Regions from separate parts of the Capsicum annuum genome. Here region 1 is linked to region 2. The links are chromatin contacts, called in public Hi-C maps. All regions are on one chromosome and are shown on one strand. Each heading gives the region's core, a stretch centred on a gene start, on an enhancer-like site or on the middle of the called end of the contact. The rest is flanking DNA. Distances are from core to core; before and after follow the strand shown. Region 1 has its middle 21 kb from the start of LOC107839329. Region 2 holds the start of LOC107839332.

Region 1 (3,719 bases), core at 268-2,767, 42 kb after region 2:
CATATATAGAGCCCGTTTGGACATGGAATTTTTTTTCTTTTTTCTGAAATTTTTTTTTGGAATTGAAAATTGTGGTGTTTGGGCCATGAAAATTCAGAAATAATTTCGGAAAATTTTTCTGAAAATGAAAAACAGGTTTTTCTTGTTTTCACAATTTTTCAACTCCAATTACAACTTTTATTATTATTACATATAACCCCAATATTTTAAATTTTTACATAAAACTCTCCTTATAACATTACTTTTTCAATATTACGTATATAACAGTTTTAAAGAATAAGATAATTATAATTTCAAACTTAATGCTATCCTAATTAATATATATCTCTTTTTCTATCTTATCATTATTTTTATCCCTTATTTAATTTTCTACATTATTTAAGACATTATTTTACTGCTAATTTATATTTATACCCATAAATATATAAAGTATTATATTTATAATATGAATATACAAAGTATGTTATATATAAAGTTTATACCATCTATATACCATATACACACATATATAAATATACAAAGTATTAAGAAACATACTAAGCATATTTATAATATAAATATACAAAGTATGTTATATATGAAGTATATACCATATATACACATATATAAAAATACAAAGTATAAAGAAACATACTGACCATATTTATATATTTATGATATATGATATAATATACCATAAATATGCAAAACATGTTTTACATATAAATAATTTATTCGTACACAGTAAAATCTTTTATGTATAAGAAAATTAAAGAAATAAATTAGTGGCACTCTAAAATTTAATAACAACTCATCATTTCCTAGTTTTTAGGAACGAAAAATGAAGTAAATAAATTAAATAATTTCTAAAAAAATAAATTTGTTTGAAAAATAAGATTTGTTACCTAAAAATCTGGAAGCAGTGATATGTTAATATAACATCCATATTTAAAAAATTTCAAATATGAGAAAACAACTATTAATGTAAATATTATATGTCATAATTGAAATTCATTAAATATGACCATGTATATGTAGTTATTTTTATAATAGTGGCTAATTGTGTTCTTTTTCCTTTAGTAGGTAAATTTTAGTTGGGTGATTTTGATAGTTTGTAAAGTTAGGATATAAAATCATATTTAAATTTTTTTTTTTCAAAAGTCAATTTTTTTAAAGAAAAAGACATGACCAATTTCAACTCCAACTCTGAAAATTTTTCGTTTTTATGCCAAACCGCTACATAGTATCTGAGCCCTCCACCTCTAATATGAAAATTCAAGGAGCTTATGGTAAGCTTACCCTTAACCCTAAGCGGCAATATTCTGAATAATTTTGAATGTCGTAACGGTGAGAATTTTTGTTTAAAATATTATATTAATCAAAGTACATCTCACTTGATTATAATATTGACACAACAATTAATTAGGTAATTAAAGTGAGGGTAGTGCATTGATTTTGCATGGGGTTCGTGGTCATTTCAGTAAACCCCCACAGCTGGTATAGTCAGAACTCTGCCCCTTATTTTTGTCCTATTAACCCTTCCCCCTCTTCATACTCCTCTTTATTTTTTACCCAACAAATCATTCTCTTCATCATCACACACACACACACACACACTAATCTCTATCCCTTTCATCTTTCTCTGCTCACTAAGCCTTCTCCCCCTTAAACATAGGCGAAAGTTTTGGGGGCTTTATATATGGTACCACTACCACTAATATATATACACATAGAGAAAGCATATATCTAAGGATGTTTTTTTTTTTTTTTTTTCTCTAAGGGATGGAGCTTTTCTATTGCGGGGAATGTTGTCTGGCTCGAGGAATCAAAACTATTTTCTTACTTACTTTTTATAGATCTATATATTATGCATATAGATCTACAGTGTTGGATTATGTTTTTGGTGTCGTCGGACCAGGCTTCATTCCCCACAATGAATATTGCTCACTCATCACCTCATTTATTAGATCCGTTTCAGTGGTAAGTCAAGAAGTAAGGTAAAGGTATGATCTGCGTATATTCTACCTCTGGACACCACTTTGTGGGAATAAGTATGTTGTTGTGATTCCGTTGGTTTATTCTGAAGCTGTTGTTTGTCGGTTTGTCAATGAATCCTATTTTGTTGTATATATGTAAGATTGGTGTAATGATGAAAAGTCTTGACTTCTTTTACGTTTTCATTAAGTGTTTACAGATCCCAACCTGAAAAAAGTTTCATCATTACTGCCTTTTTTGGGTCATGATCTGTGTTTGTTTAGTCAGTAACGTATGCTTCTTGTTGTTGTTATAAATAGTCATTGTGTGTTATGATTGTGGTCATGATGGCTTTTTGGCTTTCTCTTTCTGCAAACATTCAGATCTGGTTTCTGCCTTTCTACTTTCTTTCAAAACCCTTTCCCCCTAGCTTTTTTTATTTTCTCCAAAAATACTTGTCTATCTACACATCAAGGTTCCTTAGAAATTGGAGTTTATCCATTAAAAGTTTTTCTTAACTTGTAATATTAGGTTGTGAGTTCCAGCAGATGGAAACATAATCCGCCTTTTGCACTTTGCAGTTATGAGATATAATAATTATAAATGGTGCATAATGTTGTAGATTATTGCTTTTGTGACTTGAACAAACACCTCTTACAAGTCGTATGTACTCTCTTATGACAATAAATCTGGGTTGATTTTTCGTATCCAACTAATAGGAGTTGTTATTATTTCAAAAAAAGACTTTTTCGTCGACAGAGGAAATTGCTTTGTAGCTATTAATTATATGTGAAATGAACTCGGATAAATCTAAGTTGTTGAGGGTCAATTCGTTCATAAATACAGTTAAAACAGTTGACTGGAAAGACAGCTAATACTATATTGAAGGTGTGATAGATACTCCTAAGGTGACTAATGTAGATGTTTTTACTTACCACCTCTTGCCTGTTAGAAGAAGAAAAAACTGCCTGCTAGTCTTGAACTTTTTGCATTTTTTTGTTGAATTCCATTTTCAAGGAAAACACAGAAAAAGAGAAACACTACTGTTTGGTAGGTCACAAAAATGAAAGCTCTTCTGTATTAATGTACTTGCAAAACAAGGTGCGTGATTTGAATATATTCTGTAGAGAAGTGGCTAATAAATTACTAGTACTCCAACTTGCTTCACCTCAGCCATATTAATTTGACACACACACTCACATCATCTCTTTAGAAGATTCTCTTCCAAGATAAAGAACAGACAATGGATCTGTTTTTAAATTTGATGGATACACTCATTGTATATTGTTGAAATTACAAGTTCAAATTTTGAGAGTATTTCTTGTATTTAGTTCTTTGCTTATGTGTTTAGCAGAATTCAGTAGTTTCTCTCGTTACTTTTCTTTGTTGTTGTTTTTCCTTATGTCAAGCATCTATTGCAAACAACTTCTCTACCTTGGATATAAAGGTAAGTTTTGCTGCATCCGATCCTCCCTATACCCCACTTTATGGTATATTTTAAAATAAATAAAAAATGGGGGAGGAGATTACAATGTGGCGAATCGAATCCTCACCAATAAGGTGGAAGTGCAGGTGACTAACCAACTAAGCTACTAAGATTCCCTCACTTTATGATATATGTAACATGGATATGTTGTTGTATCTAATAAGTTATTTAATATATATATATATATATATAATTTATCAAAAACTTTGTAAGTTTCATCTTATAAAATTGACAGCTCATTAGCTTGAAATCGTGGCACCTTTATCCATGTTCTCAAACC
Region 2 (3,621 bases), core at 446-2,945:
CTTCTCATAAGAAGACTCCAAAGAAGCATTCCCACAAGAGACATGCTGAAATCATCAAAGAGCAACAAGGCATCTACTGATGTCAAAAAAGTGAAGGGAAAGGAATCGTGGGGAAAATCAAGCTAAACACAACAATTTCATAAATAGGTTTTTAGATGGGGGCAACAACCTCATGAATATATAGACAGAATTAATGTTCTTTGAGACATATATGCAATAATGGACACAGAAGCTCTTTGCCTGTTTATCAATTTTACCTACCGGTAAGATACACCAAGTCAAATAGAGCTCATATTAATCAGTTCATCACACAAAATCACTCCAACAAGAAAAGAAAATAACTCAAATGCATATAAATTCTTTTTCTCTTCAAGACATTTTCATGATCCAACACTTCACTTAAGTTATCCATAACAAGGAAGTTCAATGCACACTAGTATTCTGGATTTAAAGATCAAATCTTTCCGAGCATTATACAGGGTAGAAGTTACTTGACACTTTTTTTAAAAAACGCGGTGTCTGATCTAGCTTGCACGCACCTCGACTAATTTCGTGGGGTACCTGCCACCTCCCACCAACATTACTTGACATTTTCAACAAGTAAAACTCCCATAAAGACAGAACTATTGCCAAAATCAAGAATAACTTCCCCAAGTATTAGTCAAGAATTCCTAATTTAGCCATCAGCATGGCTCAAACATACCCATTGTGACCGGTATGCAGAAAGCTGAAAGCCTTGTTACCATCAATCCTTGCTCAACATAAGAAACAGTTACACAAAAACAAATGGCAAGAAAACAACCCCCTTCAAATGAAAAAACACAGACATTAAGTGCTGACTCCAAATATTTCATCAAGGATGTTCAAGATTTAATATATACCTATGGAAAAAATAGTTTTCCACCTCTACATACACAGAATAATTTTTCGACAAGGGTGTTCAACTGCACACCCTTTGCTACATGTGGCTACCTCATCTACAGAAGATGCCAAGAAACACAAAGAAGAAAGACCCCAGACAGAAAAGAAGATTATTTACCCCAGTAATCTTGACGAGGTGGCCATGTGAGGCAACAGTGAGGTCGGAGTCAGGCAAAGAATGAAGGTAATGAAGAATGGTGGTGTTATTGCGGTAAGAAAGAGAGTTCCACAGTAGAAAAGCAGCAATGAGGCTAAAAAGGAAGAGGAAAAAGAGGAAGAAGAGAGGGTTATGAACAACAACAAGTATGAAAAGAGAGACGGAAAGAGCAAACAAGAAAAGGGCAAAGAGTATGTATAAAGCAAGTGAGGGAATTAGAGGGAATTTGAAGGTTTGAGCAGCTACATTTGAATGGGAAAGGGAGAGCTTGTTTTGGTTCATCCCTTTCCTTTCCTCTTGACTATTTTGACAATTTGGTAATGTGAAGGAATTGAAAATTGGTTAAAAAAAAAAAAAAATGGTGATGAAGTAGAGAAGGGGAACAATTGTCATTTTCTTTCACTTACCACCTCCCAATCCCATACTTGGGGGTAAAGTATCTCGGATTTTTTTATTTTTTTTTTCGATTTAACTGATCGATATCTAAATTTATTTCAAAAATTCATTTAGATTTCTCAACTAAGGTATGCACCTATCGGCCTCCAAAGTAGAGAAGGGGAACAATTGTCATTTTCTTTCACTTCCCACCTCCCAATCCCATCCTTGGGGTAAAGTATCATGGATTTTTTCTCCCTCATATTTAGGTTGCTATATGTTTCCACAATAAATTAATTTAGATTCATATATTGCGTGAATTACTATGTGCTCTCAATGAGATTTTTTCTTTTTTAACACGTAAGAGTGAAGTAATCTCAACCATCATACTACTGTTCATTTTGTGGTGTTTCCTCGTGAAAGTTAAGGTGTTTGACAATAAGGCTTTATGCATCTCACTTTAACGGTCAGTTTTTAGCTACATCTCACTTTAACCGTCCATTTTTAGCTTTTTGGGATTCTGCAATACATCAAAACCTCATCGAGAAGAGGTTGAATCTTGTCTACACGTCATCCTCTCTTCAGTTATCTTGGTACGATTTTTTCTCTTAAATATTTTATTTTTAATACTTTTTTAATGACAAGAGTATATGTAGTTAAAAATAATCGTCAACTTTAATCTTTATTCCTAAAGTGACAATAGTTTGAGACAATTTTTTTAAGTTAAAACAATAATTAAAATGAAATGGAGAGAGTATTATTTAAGAAATTAAACAATTTTCTTTGATTATTCTTACAATATTCTCAATTTTTTTATTTTTTTTACTTTTGAGATTGTTAATCATGTATATATCATCACAAGATGTTAAATAGTTTATCTTATTCTTTGTATATTGCAACAATGTTGAGTAATCCACACTTAATTCCTAATAAAACTAGACATGAGAAGAAGAAGAAATGCTTTTGATTTGTAGAGAAAGTAGATCAAACAATAATAAATGAATTGTTGGAATTTAACATACAGATTAAGGGAAAATTATTAAAAACATAAATTTAACATAATTTTTTATTTTTACTCAAAAAAAAAGAAGAAAAAATTAACTTTGTAATACCTTTTCAAAAATTAATTGTTGTCAAATCACAAGGTAAATTTGTAAAAAAATTTCAATAATTCATTTATTTTGAAATATTAATAAATACCCCAATAATTCACTTATTTCGAAAGAAAGGGAGTACAGAACTTAGCAATTTAGTGATTGCAGTACAATAGTTTATTAGATACGAATCTTTATTGGTGTGCCAGAGGAATATTGAGTGAATTGGACTTACCTTACAACTTTAGCAAAATTAAAACTTCTTAGAAGAATTAGTAGGAAAAGACCACTTCTACAAAGCTTGTCTATCAATACAATTAACCTAATAGTAGGAAAGGAACATCTTAATTCTTTTTTTTTTGTTGTTGTTGTTGTTTTGTTTTGTTTTGTTTTTATCAATAACAATATTAGTTAAAATCTGAATTGGAAAAAATTACTATTGAGTTAATTGAGGGCTATCTATCTTCTATGATCAATGTCATCAGCAAATTTTAATCCTAAAACAAAGCAAAAAGATTCAGTATAGAAATGATATTATCATTATTTCATGTACTATTTATATTAACAACTCAATAGTCATAAGTGATTAGAATTTCCTCCATTAACATTATACTGTTGAAGCTCTCACTAGTCTACCTATACGCCAACGAGTTGTTTATTTAATTTTGCTGATTAAATTATTGATCATCCTTCCTTATATTTCGTTTAATACATAGTATTAGAGATTTTACATAAATTAGTTTAAAAGAAAAAAGACATTATGTAAAAGCTGATTTTTGTTGCATAGATATCTTATAGCATCAAAAGGTTCGACCACTAACATTATCTTATAATCAAAATAGTTTTGCTTTCTTCTTTAGATTAACTAAATTGTCGTCTGTCATTACTCATCACCCTTAAAAACAACTATCTTTTCACCTTGCTTTCTCTAAAGCTTCACATAATAAAGGTGCTTTACTTAAAGTGAGAAATAAACTTAGGGAAATCAAGGATTTTCAACCAGATGTAAAACATGGATGCAAATCACATCAAGAATACAATCCCCCCTCCCCCTCCCAAACCTCACAAGAAAAA

What was found. Hi-C and Micro-C count contacts between places; a contact is called where the count stands out from the background.
Region 1: a Hi-C map of leaf shows a contact between it and region 2, with 2.8 times the contacts expected there. The contact joins the enhancer-like site here to the promoter of LOC107839332 in region 2. A contact is called at or near these places in 4 of 5 Hi-C or Micro-C datasets (bud, leaf and placenta).

What each region holds. Positions count from the first base shown.
Region 1 is chr8:147,917,559-147,921,277 of UCD10Xv1.1, forward strand. No RefSeq gene overlaps it. Among protein-coding and RNA genes, the nearest start is that of LOC107839329, 21 kb to the right of the region's middle. Within about 2 kb of position 1,518, at least 5 of the 5 cell types and tissues checked have an H3K27ac peak or open chromatin away from gene starts, as enhancers often do. A contact at or near this core is called in bud and leaf, where this site is marked.
Region 2 is chr8:147,875,701-147,879,321 of UCD10Xv1.1, forward strand. LOC107839332 reads right to left here and starts at 1,696. Exons shown (of 4, transcript XM_016682767.2): 1 at 1,040-1,696; 2 at 1-45. The coding sequence starts at 1,360.